Regions from separate parts of the Mus musculus genome. Here region 1 is linked to region 2. The links are chromatin contacts, called in public promoter capture Hi-C maps. All regions are on one chromosome and are shown on one strand. The core of a region is the stretch at or near the end of the contact, and the rest is flanking DNA. Distances in the headings are between cores, read along the strand shown.

Evidence for each region. Promoter capture Hi-C pulls out the DNA fragments that hold promoters and counts their contacts.
Region 1: a promoter capture Hi-C map of cranial neural crest shows a contact between it and region 2. The contact joins the promoter of Trim71 here to the promoter of Amotl2 in region 2.

The regions. Positions count from the first base shown.
Region 1 is chr9:114,559,490-114,566,519 of GRCm38.p6, reverse strand. It overlaps Trim71 (tripartite motif-containing 71), which reads left to right and starts at 2,151. Exons shown (of 4, transcript NM_001042503.2): 1 at 2,151-4,215. The coding sequence starts at 3,403.
Region 2 is chr9:102,713,724-102,720,255 of GRCm38.p6, reverse strand. Amotl2 (angiomotin-like 2) reads right to left here and starts at 2,452. Exons shown (of 10, transcript NM_019764.2): 1 at 2,354-2,452; 2 at 1-175. The coding sequence starts at 113.

The sequences.
Region 1 (7,030 bases), core at 902-3,401, about 12 Mb before region 2:
TGGAATTCAGTGCCCAGCACCCATATCAGCAGCTTGAGAAATCCCTGTAACTCCAATTTCAAGGAATCTTAATACCCCCTTCTGGTGTCAGTGGAGACCTGTGCACACACCTATACGACACAATACATCTTTAGATAAACTTGTGTTACACTTTACACTTGTGTGTGTGTGTGCGTATGTGTGTGTGTATGTGTGTGTGTGTATGTGTGTGTATGTGTGTGTGTGTATGTGTGAGTGTGTATGTGTGTGTGAGTGTGTGTGTGTGTGAATGTGTGTGTATGTTTGTGTATGTGTGTGTGTGTATGTGTGTGTATGTGTATGTGTGTGTGTGTGTGTGTGTGTATGTGTGTGTGTGTGTATGTGTGTGTGTGTATGTGTGTGCACTGTGTGTGTGTGTGTGTGTGTGTGTGTGTGATGTATTCTTGCTGCCACAGAAGATAATGTGCTTCTCTCCTTCCACCCTGTGATACCGGGAACTGAACTAAAAATTCAGATTTAGTAGCAAGTGCCTTTACCTTGCAGAGAGATCTGTGCCCAAACGGTCATTAAAATTTTTTTTGAAGCCTTCCCTAACAATTTCATTATAAACAGAAAGGAGAGTTCCTTCTGGTCCTCATTTTTATATTATAAAGTCTCCCATCTTTGTTTAGGGGAGCTCTGTTCAGTTTTGGAGGGCCCATAGTTAATTTTCACTTCCACATCCCAGGAGTAGAAGGTCACAAAGGGATCTTCGATGTTGTTTGGACAGTGGAGCTCTGGAAAGCAGAGGGGTCTCTGGTCTTCCCATGATGCTGTAGGTCACTTGTGGGGGGTGGGGGTGGGGGAGAGGAGTGTGTGTGTGTGTGGCTTGTCCCTGAAGTATCTGAGCCCCAAGGGATTTGCCTCTTCAGCAGCCTGTCCAGAATGGATTCATGTTTCTAGAATGATCTTTTCTGTTGTTGTTTTTTTTTTTTTTCCCCATGAATAAAAGGCAGTATCTAGAATTGCATCCTATCCGTATCATTACGATCCAGGAATGGTTACTTAGATTGGAAGCTACATTCTCTTCTAGGCTTTCATAATCATACACACACACACACACACACTCACACACACACACACACACACACACACACACACACACACACACACACACAGTGTGTCTATGTGGGGGTATGTGCACATGAAGCAAGAAGTTCAGAGCCACCCAAAGTGGGGTTCTGAGAATTGAACTCTCCTCTTGATGGACTGCAGAGCTAACCTTTCCAGTTCTTTCATCACTTTCTTGAGAGGTTTCATGTAGCCCAGATCTTGAACGTGTGAGGGTCCAGCGTGCAGTCTTTTTCCTTTCAAAGTATAATCTACAGAGTGAAATTTTATACACAGCTTGATGGCATTTGTTTATGTATTTTACTCGCGAGTTAATTTGACAGAGGGTCTCACAGTGTAGTTCTGCCCTAGCCTCTTGCTTGCTGAATTATAATGGGTACACCACCACACCCATCTTAAGTAGCATTAAAAAAAAAAAGTTCTGAGAGCAGCCTTTCCAAGTCTTTCTTCTGAGAGCCTTAAAGTTTCACCCTCAGAACCGCCTGGGGCACCACCCAGATGGCCGCGGGGCCCGTCAGTGGGTCGCCTTCTCTTAACAGCTGCCTGGGCTCCCATTAAAACTGAGAGCAACCAGCCCCTTGGACGTCCAGAATTCAGAGTCGTTTAGTTCCATGCATCCAACTGCACAACTGTGCGATGCTTGAGGTCGGTCTCAGCTTTGTAGAGTCCTAGAGAAATGTAAAGGAAAAGGAAGAGAAAAAAAAGGGGGTGATGGTGGTGTTGGGGGTGGGGGGACCTAGCTCTCCGGGGCAGTGGCCATCAGCTTCCAAGAGGCAAAGATTCAGAATGAAGTCTTTTTTTCTTTCTTTCTTTCTTTTTTTTTTTTTTAATAAACGGAAGAGTCGCTCTGCGTTCCTCGCCCAGGAGGTTCCAAAGGTCGTCACACTGAGGCCTGGGGGCGATCGTCTCCCCCGCGGCCGGAGCGGGGGAGGAGGGTGGTGGGAGGAGGGGAGGCGTACACAAAAGCCGGCCGGGCCAAGAGGGCTAATGTTTCCTGTTTGCCTGGAACCCCCTCCCCGGCCTCCCCTCCCCCACCCCTCCCAGCACTCGGGCGGAAGTGAGTTTGCTCCTTTGGAGATTAAAAGGATTCCGAATTCCGATCAGTCCCAATAACCCGCGTTCTGAGAGGCGGCAAAGCGGAGAAAGAAGGGGGACACGCGCACGCACACAGCCCCTCGTTCGGGGGAGTCGTGCAAAATAAAGCCCAAAGCAACCCAGGACACCAGGGCATCGGGAGAGCCTGAGCCCGGTAGGCGCAGCGCAGCCGGGGCCACCCGCATCCCCGCTCGGCGAATCGTTCGTAGGAGGATGACGCAGGCGGGAGCCGCGGGCGGCGTTGGCCACGCGGCTCCCGAAGTGGCCGCGCGGGTCCCTCGCGTACTCCTCTGATTCGAGCAAGCCCGGGAGGGAGACTCGGTTCCCGAGGCTCCGGGATTGAAGGGGGGACCCAAGCGAGGGTGAAATGGCCCGATGACAAAGGAAATGTGATCCTCCTTCGCTGCCCAGGTTTCGGAGAGGACGGCCGTGAGGAGGAGGGGCGCGCGGCTCGCGCGGAACGCGGATAGCATTGCACGACGGCCCCGCGCGGAGCGGGCGGCCCGTACATCCAATATCTTCCCGCCGATGAATAATTCAGGGCGGCCCGCGGGGACCTGCGGCCCCGCGCCGCGGAGCGCCTGAGGCCGGAGAAGGGTCGGAGCGCGCGCTAGAGAGCGAGCCAGGAGGCCGGAGGACACGCGGGCGCCGGGCCGCGTGGGGCGCGCGCGCGTGTGAGCGCATAGAGACCGCGGCCCGGCAGGGCTGCGCACGGGCGCGGAGCGTGTGGGGCGCGCGTGCGTACTTGGCACGCGTGCTTCCGCGGGCCGGGGGCCCCCGCACGAGGCGCAGCTGCGCGCCCGAGCCGACCGCGCCGCGGGGGAGGCTGCGCCTCGGCCGCCACGCAGGAGCTCCTGCCGCCGCGTCATGCGGCGGGGCGGCCGGCGGCGCGCGCGGGGACTTGGACTGCTGCGACTCCCGGACGTTTTCCCCTCCCTCCAGGAGGCTCAATTCATTTAGCCGGAGGGCAAGGAAAAAAAAAAAACAACACAAGCAAGACTCGTTGGGACCAAATTGGTTTGCGCCGCGGGGACCGGATTCCACGGCGGACTTTGAGACTTGTGCGGGCGCTCGTTTGCTGAGGAGTAGCAGTGCAAACCCGCCCTGCCGAGGTGGCCCAGGGGTCGCCTCCACCGCGTCCTCGATGCGCTCTGCTGAGTGAGCCGCGCGCCCTCATCCTCCTCGCCGCGCGCCCTCTGCCCTCCAGCCCGCCTGCAAATGGCTTCGTTCCCGGAGACCGACTTCCAGATCTGCCTGCTGTGCAAGGAGATGTGCGGCTCGCCCGCGCCGCTCTCCTCCAACTCGTCCGCCTCGTCGTCGTCCTCGCAGACTTCCACGTCGTCGGCGGGCGGCGGCGGCCCCGGGGCGGCGGCGCGGCGTCTTCACGTCTTGCCCTGCCTGCACGCCTTCTGCCGGCCGTGCCTCGAGGCGCACCGGCTGCCCGCTCCCGGAGGCGCGGGCCCCGCCGAGGCGCTGAAGCTGCGCTGCCCCGTATGTGACCAGAAGGTGGTCCTGGCCGAGGCGGCGGGCATGGACGCGCTGCCATCCTCCGCCTTCCTGCTCAGCAACCTGCTGGACGCCGTGGTGGCCACCGCCGAAGAGCCGCCGCCCAAGAACGGGCGCGCGGGCGGCGGCCCCGGGGGCGCGGGCGGCCACAGCAACCACCGGCACCATGCGCACCACCCGGCCCAGCGCGCCGCCGCTCCAGCGCCGCAGCCGCCGCCCGGCCCGGCCGCCTCCCCCGGGTCGCTGCTGATGCGCCGGCCGCACGGCTGCAGCTCCTGCGACGAGGGCAACGCCGCCTCGTCGCGCTGCCTCGACTGCCAGGAACACCTGTGCGACAACTGTGTCCGCGCGCACCAGCGCGTCCGCCTCACCAAGGACCATTACATCGAGCGCGGCCCTCCGGGGCCTGCGGCCGCCTCCGCGGCACAGCAGCTGGGGCTCGGGCCGCCCTTCGCGGGCGCGCCCTTCTCCATTCTCTCGGTGTTCCCGGAGCGCCTCGGCTTCTGCCAGCACCACGACGATGAGGTGAGTGCGCGTGGGGCGCGGGCGAGGGCAAAGGGACTTTTATTTTATTTTACTTTTTTGTGTGTGTGTGGACTTGTATTATCGCCTCTCCCAAACCCCCAAGTTTCTCGGAGAACCAGGATTTGAGGACGGTTTCCTTCTCTGCATGTCCGAGGAGTCCCAAAACACGAGATTCCCTCCTTTTTTGTTTTCATTTGTTTAATTTTAGTGGTGAGGTTCGAACCCAGAGCTTATGCTACCCAAGTCTGCCCTTGAATTTCCCTTCTTTTTTTTTTTGCTTTTTTTTCCCATTTATTTGTACTCGTGTGTAGGTCAGGATCATTTTCAGGAGTCGCCTTTCCTCACTAAGTGGGACCCGGGGACCCAAGTCAGGTCTTTCAGGTTTTACGGCAAATGCCTCTTAACCAATAAGTCATCTCTAGCCAAACTTCATTTATTAATATTTTTTTCTCCTGTGTGATAAAATGTACAGTGGGCTTATCTTGTTGGGCACGAGTTTTGTGGAGATGAGTATGTTTGTGGAGTCGTGGACTTCTTTTGTGTGGGCCCGCCAGAGGCCGCCCAACGTGCTGAGAGGGCTCTTGGGAGGGGAAGGGATGGTTGCACCGCGGGGTGGCTTCCCGCGTGCGTGGTTGGCCGGACGACTTGATTTTTTTGTTGTCATTTGCACAGGTTGGCATTTACCGCGTTGTTTGCCAGGATGTTGGTAAGGGGCCTTGCCTATGCCATTTTACTAACCAAGGGACCCTGTATTAAGTCCTTATTTTTAATTCTACAGTTGTCTTACGCACTATGTAAAAGCATGTTCTGGTCGGTGAGTACCCACGTGCAGTGACCATGTGACCTCCTTGGGGGCCCTTGAGAGAGATAGAAGCCAGATTGGGACCACCGCAGTTGGGTCTCTGGCCCCATCTCCCGACCCGCGCAGACCGGGTAGCCACCCTGCATCCGCAGGCGCTCTACTTGCCTTGGAAAAACTCGGAGCCTCCCGCAGCTCGGACGGGGGCATACAGTATCAGAGGGCTGCACTGCCGCCCTCAGACCTGACTACCCCTTTGGGCATTATTTTTATTTTGGTATTGGCCCCCTTCTGTTCCCGAGAACCCCACTGGAAGCTGAGAGCAGAGGCTAGGCAGAACCCCTCTTATCCTTGATGGGTTAGGTAACCTGGTCTCAATCTGCATGTGAGCCTGAGACCCTGTGCGATTTGCGGAGGTATTCCTGGCGTTGGGAGGACAGCAGGGGACAAACACAATCCCGCGCGGCTAGGCTAAGTGTGGGATTGCGACCACCGCCGCAGCGGGGTCCACGGTCTAACGTTATTGGGGAGGAGGGCGGAGTTATCCTCTGACGGCCTTAAATTGACTGAGGTTGGGGGAAAAAATTAATTGTAGTGCTAAGAGAGTAAACTTTCTAAAGGTTAATTTTGAAGTGAAGTCAGTGACACACTTGGGTTTTCAGCCCAGGGTTGACTCCCGTTTTCTCGCATTTGTGGTTGGATGTTTCTGGTATGTCCTTTCATTACTTTTAGAAAATCCCCTGAGCAGGAAGATGGAGCCGGTTCACTTCATCCTAATCCTAGGATCAGGTTCGAGGACCAGGCAGGGAAGGGCCCCTTGAAAAGGGATGGTTTCCCTCCACTGGGGGAGAGGAAGTGCAGCAGGGTCACCTTTTTTGTTAATTTTTATTCACGGATGCTCCAGTCAGCTGTAGGTGTTTGGTAAGGCTGATTTGAGGAAGGCTAACTCCCTGCGTGTGTATTTTGAGACAGGGTCTTGTCTAGGCTGGCTTGGATCTGTGTAGCCCAGGCTAGTTGGTCTCGGATCCAGTCATCCCCTCCCTTAACTTCCCAAATGCTGACATTATGGATGTGAGCTACCATGACGGGCTTTACCTCAGAACAACACAAAACATTTTGTAGTAAGCAGACAAAATGAATCTCTCGATGGCTTCTTCATATGAATGCTTTCTTTCCTCCATGCCTCCTATCACCTGCCCTCTTGCTCAGTTTTCATTCCGTTTTCCTGTCATAAATGCATACCTACCACGTTGGGGGGTCTGAGACCATGTCAGCTTTGTAGTATTCCTTTACAGCTTCAAGGAGGTGGTCCTCCCGCCCACACCTTCGAAGCCCCCCTTATCCCTCCAGAGACCACCTTGAGGGAAAGCCAGGGTTTCCCTCCTTGGAGGATGGACGCCCCCTTTCCACTCCTTTCTCTGCAGATGACAGTTTCATTATTTGCCATGTCTGGTTTATTCACTGTAAATTATCGGAGCATTTGAACAGCGTGGGAGAGGCTCTTTCTAACCCGGGCCTGACCCAGATGTCTTTAAAGTCCCTCTTGCGTGTGCAGTTAGGAGACGTTAAGATTGGGGTCTGTTGAAGGGGGAACCTCAGGTTTGCTGAGTTTTCTCAGCTTTTCATTAAAGCTAGAAGCTTGGAAATTGTTAGACTCTTGAAGATGACAGAAAGATACTTTGGATAAAAAGACCCACAAGCCTCCTCCCTCTGACGGAGCTGATCTTTACTGCCTCTGGCTGGGAAAGAGTACCTGAGGGCCGGGGTGTGTGTGTGTGTGTGTGTGTGTGTGTGTGTGTGTGTGTGTGTGTGTGTGTGATTGATAGGTGGACTGCTGTCTTCACTTTGGGGGGGTGATAGATGGACCCCTGTCTTTATACTGTTCTTGGTACACAGGACTTCTCCTTTGAGTTCCCCTGTGCCATCCTGAGTTTAAAATATGTGACCATGTTAAGTTAATCCTCTTAACAGGGCGAGGTGATTTGGGGTGTCCGTTTTGGGGGACTGATGGTGATG
Region 2 (6,532 bases), core at 1,203-3,702:
GCCTGCTGCTGGATAGCCAGCAGAGTGCGAGTCTCTGTCAGGTTGCCGTAGCGCAGCTGCTCTTGGATGAGACGGTGCAGGACTGTCCCTGAGGAGTCTTCCAGTGTCCTCATGCTTCTCTGGCTTGCACACACCTGCCTAGACAATGGCCAGCAGGCACCTGGTCTCAGAGCACCTAAGAGACAGAAAGAATAGCAGTCAAAGGAAGCACAAACAAAGGAGGGAGGGGCACTTGCAGGAACACTCTGGATGAAGGAGGAGGCTGGGTGGGTAGGTGGGTGGTTTTACACAGGCCCAGATGCAAGTGCTAATATGGCCATCTATTGATTAAGTTTAGTTACTGAGCTTCTGATCCTTAGTTTGCCATTAATATAAATATATATATGCATATATGTATATACATACATATATATGTACACACACACACACACACACACACACACACACACACAGTGTGTCTCTTGGAGTTGAAATGTAAGAAGCTGAGCGCCTGGTATGCTATAAATCCTTGGCAAATGCTTATCATTGTAACATTTATGGAGATTTAGCTGATCTTACAGATATACAACAGAAAACCAGAAGGCTATCTCATATCACAGTCCCCGGCAGTCAGCCATTACCCCAAACAATCTCATGGGCAAACTGTAGGACAGGCGTCCATCAAATTCAACCACTTAGCAATAGGGTTCCCAGTTTACTGGCAGGCGGTAAAGAAAGAATGTAGCCCAGCAGAAAGAAGCCCTAAGCAAATAATTCCATTGATTCTTTAGAATAAAGACGCGTGAGCCAGACCCTGGGCTCAAAGGCTGCTGATAAAATAAATCTGAGTCTCCCTGTCACAGATGACCTTAGCAGCCACTCTGCAAGGTGAGCAGCACAAGAAGCCCCATGGAAATTGGTGAGGAGGCAGAGGGGAGCTTGCAGTAACTGAGCCAGGGAAACATTTTCCATGACCACCAACCTCTTTTCTTGGCACACACATTTGCTACTTAGAAAAACCCCTCCCTACGTGTATGCTAGAGGCACACAGGGGATGATCCCTCTGCATCTCTGTTGATATTAGTAACAACTACCTATGCCAGTTGATGGGGTAATGAGGCGAGGGGGGAGACAAAGGAAGGGGGTGGTGGCCCCTTTCTGTGCCATACTAATGCTAGCCCCCTGTCCTACCTCAGTTTGGGAATGGTATGTTGGCAGAGCTGGAGAAAGGTAATGAGCCCTGACGATACCCAAGCCAGCAACTAATCCTCCCCCCCCCCCCCAACTGCACCCTGCAATGTGTAAGACTTGAAGAGTCTGCTCACACGCGGCTTTTTCTACGCGGTATTTCCTAAGTTAATCACTGTCTGGGCTGACTCGCGCTAAGGATCCGGGAGCGGCTAGAAGGAATGCTGAGCCTTCCCGGCAGATTCCAGGCGCGCCGACTATGAGCCAGGCTCTCGGAGCACCGAACATTTCCGAGGCCTTTCATCGCACAAACGTCCCAATCGAATCCCCTAGATGCACAATCTTTCTTTCAAATACTTATATAAGAGCACTTACTGAAAATCAACTTCCTTACACGGGCGCTGTACCTGGGCTGCACTGGAGCGCTGCACTCGGAAAACCAGCCACCTTTCTAAGCAAACACGGGTCTCTGGCCTTGGCCTGGGCTCACTCCAGCAAAAGGAACCAACGCTAGTCTCCAAGTCAACCAGGCCAGTCCAGGGTCCCGGCGTTACTCACCTCTACCGAGGCAGACCACTAGCACCGGTGGCTGCCCGAGCGCCCCGGGCGAGCAAAACCCGCAACCGCGAGAGGTCTTTAAGCATCGCGGGTACGCCTCTCTCCCTAACCCTCTTTGTTTTCCAAATACTTCAGCGCTGACGTCACCGGACTGGACAGCAGGCTGCATTCTTTCTAAGTGAGAGCCAGTTCGTGGCTCCGCAGAGGATTTTCCAAGGAAGACAAAGAGGAATTCTTGAGCTAGCTGAGGGTAAAAGCCACCTGTATCCCCAATCCAGACAAAGCAGCCACGGTAACCTCATAATTCAGCGAGATATGCCTACCGCAGCTTTTCACTTGCCCCGCACGCGAGACGCACACTCCCAAACACTGATCCTCTGTCCTTCCTCCAGCCCCAGTGGGTCGGAGAATGGTGTCCTCACCCCCACAAAAGCGCGAGCAGTCTAGGCTAGACACCCAGGATCGATCCTCGAAAGGGTTCACAGTCTCCCCTCCCGCTCCCGGGGAGGCTCGTCCACCCCAGCTCCGATCTCCAGAAAGGGTCGGACTGATCGCGGTGTCCCGCTGCTGCTGGGAAGCGTCCCCGCCGGCCTCGCGCACTGCCCGGAGTGCCCGGCACCTTGCTTACCGCTGCGGCCCGCGGCTGCCGGCGCACGCAGACCCGGTTCGGCTTAGGTACAGTCAGCAACGGAGGTGCGCACTAGTCGGTGGCGCCGATGATCTGCTTGCTCGCGCCCCAGTGCGCAGCCTCTAGGTCAGCCCGCGCTGGAGGCGGCTGCTATGCCAGGAATGTGAGAGTTTCAGGTTCCCCCTCGGGATCAAAGCGAACCACAAATAACCTCTCAGCGCGCCGCCCTCCTCCGCTCTCCGCCTCCCTCCGCTCCCCGGGCCAGCCCCCGCCTTCCTCCCGGGAGGCGGCGCTGCGGCTGGCCGCTGGGCTGGCCTCAGCCTTGTCCCCTTGCCACTCTGGGCTCTGGCGGCCGTGCGGCATTCATTCCCTGCCACCCTGCTTTGTGTCCTAGCTGTTGGGAGTGTCTTAACCAACTCGTCCCAAGATCGCCCCACCACTGCCCGCACCGGGTTCTCACCCTCCATTCCTACAGGCACCGAGGGACGACTCCAGGGATCAGCCTCTCACGCCCCTATGGTGGCTGTAAGAAGGGTCTGTGGCGTTTTGGAAATGGCGGGAGGACTGCACAGCAGTTCACATCCGCCCAGCCTTGACAGTGTTGCAGACGAAACGATGTTTCGGCCCGCCGCTGCCCAGCCTCTTTCCTAACTCCTACTATTTCACCCCCCAGCGGCAAACTTTGAATTGCACTTTTATTGTTTACAAACACCTTGGCCAGCTCTTTTAATCCTGCCTCTACAGGAAGTGTGTGAATCTGGGTTGAAAATCTGGTGGATTTAACCCACTACCTAACTAAATGAATCAACCACTCACTGGGCATTCGGTCCAACTCCTCCCTAACTCCGCTCATCTTTAAGCCAAGCACGCGGCGGGTCACCACTTGCTTTTTACTCGGCCATCCGACTCCAGTAACCCTCCGACGGTGCTCTTATCATGTCTGTAATAAATAAGAAACCAAGGTTCAGAGAGTCTAAACAACTTGCCTAGGGTCACACAGAGAGTAGCCAATGAAGCCAGGTCCCTTTTCTTGGTCTTCAAAATCCGGTCTCCGTAACCTGACAAGGCAGAGAGTCTCTGCTTCCACCTACCTGTCCCGAGTTTCAGTGTCTTTTCCACCTCGTCTACACCTAGCCAACCCTCTTTGTCTTCCGCTTCTCTGGCTTTTGGTGTGGAATCGACTCCTTTGTCATTTGGACCCTTCTACTTCCCCAGGAGACTCCTCCAGCTTAGCTGCTCTGACTCCCTCCCCTCCCCGCCCCCCCCACCCTCTTTCTGGTTAGAGCGTGCATTCCTCAGTCCCATCCACCTCGAATCAGGACCAATTTCTGCTGCGGGACTGCCGGGCCCAACCCCCTCCTTCCCTCGGCGTTCTCAATTCCTAAGTTTGCTGGAGGGGACCAAGGACAAGAAACCTTTCAAACTCAATAGTCAGGGATGTGGTTATTTTTGTATAAAGCTTTCCTTTAAAAGGGAGGGGTTCTCAGGAGTTAACCCCCCTTGCTGCCTTTACAGAGGATGTGCCTTCGATTCCCAGCACCTACCTGGTGGTTCACAGCCATCTGTAACTCCAGTTCCAGAGGATCTGATAGGCAATTCTAAATTATGCTGGTACGAGGCACCTACATGGTGTTTGACCGTACATGCAAGCAAAGCATTCATACATATAAGATAAAACAAAAAGCCTAAAAAGAAAACAAAAAAATGTGTATATGTTTTACTTGAAATCCAAATATTGCATTTTAGATTCTGTTTGTGTCTGACACAGATGAGAAAATAACAAATGTGCCAAGCTAAAGGCTACCTTACAAAGAGAAATTGTGGCTCGCACACACACACCATTGTCCCCGCTGGCTGCGGTAGGAGCCTATGACAAAGACTAGAGAAGGGATTCCCAGGTGCCCTCACTTCATGGGCAGCATTCTTGGAAACCCTTGGTGGAGAGACACCTACTAGGTGCAGGCACATATGCTCTGCATTACAAAATCAGGGGAAAGGCCATATGGCGCAGTCCTGGGATTCACTGACACCTAACAAATGTTTGACTAACAAGCATTCCTGAGATACTCTGAGAAAGGGGCCAGTTTAAGGCAGCTAGAATCCAAAGGTTCAATTTGGGGGGGTGGGCAAGCCTACTTCAGTCCAAAACAAGCCCTGAGTCAGTTTAGGTATGTGGCTCAAAGGGACAGAGTCTGGGGAGGGAGTCTCAGATGGAATTTACACACATTTTTTTTTCTCCTCTTTGCAAGAAGGTCAGGCCTGAGGCCTCAGTGGAATCTGCCTGAGCTGGCAACCACACCTGGCTCTGCAGGGTGCTGGATTGAGACCGTGGCCTTGTCTCAAATGTCCCAGGGGAGCTTAAACACTGGTGGGCCCTGGGGTGGCCAGCCTGCTTGCACATCCATCTTCACTGAGAACAGGGAGAAAGAGACCCAAGTAGGGAGGCAGGTGCTTCCTACCTCACCTCGGTCTCTCTCTCCCTGATTTCTCCCCACCCCCTGCAGGTAACGATTCTTCCCTGATGACTCTGGGACTTGCTGGGTTTGGAAACTTGCCCGGGGATAGCTGCAAAGCTGACCCAGTTCTCAGAGAAAGCCATTGCTTTGGAGAGCTCAGCTCACAGGGGTGTGGCTGCATCCGAGGTGTGTTCTGGGTTTAGCAAATTGTTCAGATGCCCATACCCTCTCCTCCCTCCTCATCCTGATCAGGCAGCTGCACCTCCCAGCCCCCTGCTGGAATGTGAGGGCAGGTCCTCTGCCGAGCCCCCTGCCTTGAGCTACCCAGAAGAGACCTGCTTACTTACTTCCCAAATGGTTGGTTGGTGGGGGGAGGGACTCTGGGGCTCTCGTGGCAACATCAAAGGAAACCAGCTGGTTGTGAAATTCCCCTTCCCAGCTTCCCTTGACACTCTACTTGACAGGTTATGGGAACAGGAAGCCGACTAGTATCCAGGGCCAGAAACAAAACACTAGAAGAGCTGATGATGTAAGTGCCACAGAGATGAAAATACCAACCCTTCTCTGTTCCACTGGTGGAGGAGCCAAGCAAGAGCCTTTGGTGGTTTTTGTTTTGTTTTGTTTTGTTTTGTTTTGTTTTGTTTTTCTGCACACTTTCTGCTCATCCTCAATGGCCCCTACCTCTGCTTTAGATCCCCAGCTTTCCATCACTGTGACCTCCTCTTTTTCTTCCCAGGTCTCAGACCAGCAGGCTCACATAGGGTAGCTGGGAAGGGGCTGTGTCCTCGGGGGTTAAATCCTCAAAAGATGGAGCATTTGTGAATTAAGGCCCCGTGTCTGTGAAGGTATGGAGTGGCTTTTCTACAACCGAAGGGGCTGGACTTTCCGGGCTGCGTGTACTCCTCGAGCCTCTGGCCATCCTCTGTGGGTCTTCAGTCTGGTGATGCTGCAGGAGTGGGGTTATCCATGGCCATGGTAAGGAGAGAGGAGTTTTGCCCATTGCTCCATTTCCTTCCCCGTGTGGGTGTACATGTGGCCAGACCAACCATGAACCTAGTTCCACATGGAAGTCATGGCAAATGGATGTTGGCATAGAAGAAGAAACTGCAGAAGGATGCCCTTTAGTTTATTCTTCTCTAGATAGCTGTCACACGGAGGATGGGGAAGGGAGCCCAGAGCTGCCACCTTCAGGCCCCTGAACTAAGACAGATGAATTTAACCCCTGACACCTCTACTTGCTGTGAAACTAAGAATGGTGGATAATGATTTAGTGGATGAGCCATTGATGTCTGGGAAGACTCTCTAGCCGTGACAAGAAGCTGCATCCAACATGAGGAGTTTCTGGGGTGTCAGTCTTTACAGAAAAGAGCCTCCACTTTTTCCCCTAGAGGAGGAGTGAGGACAGGGCCACTGTGATGGAAGAGTGCCCCCTAGTGTTGGGCATCTCAGCTGTTGGGGTAAGTGCTTGGAGGGTGGGTCTTAAATCTGGGGTAAGGTATTGGTGACAGAGTAGTGTTTGGGACAAGGTTTCATTCAGGGCTAGACATCTCCCAGGTTTTTTTTTTTTAAAGACATTCTCACTGTGTAGCTCCAGCTGGCCTGGAATTTACTACATAGACCCCAATCTGGCCTCGAACTTACAGAGATCCATCTGCTTCTGCCTCTGAGTGCAGGGATTAAATGTGTGACACCATTCCCAGCACCCAGATCTTTTAGAAAACAG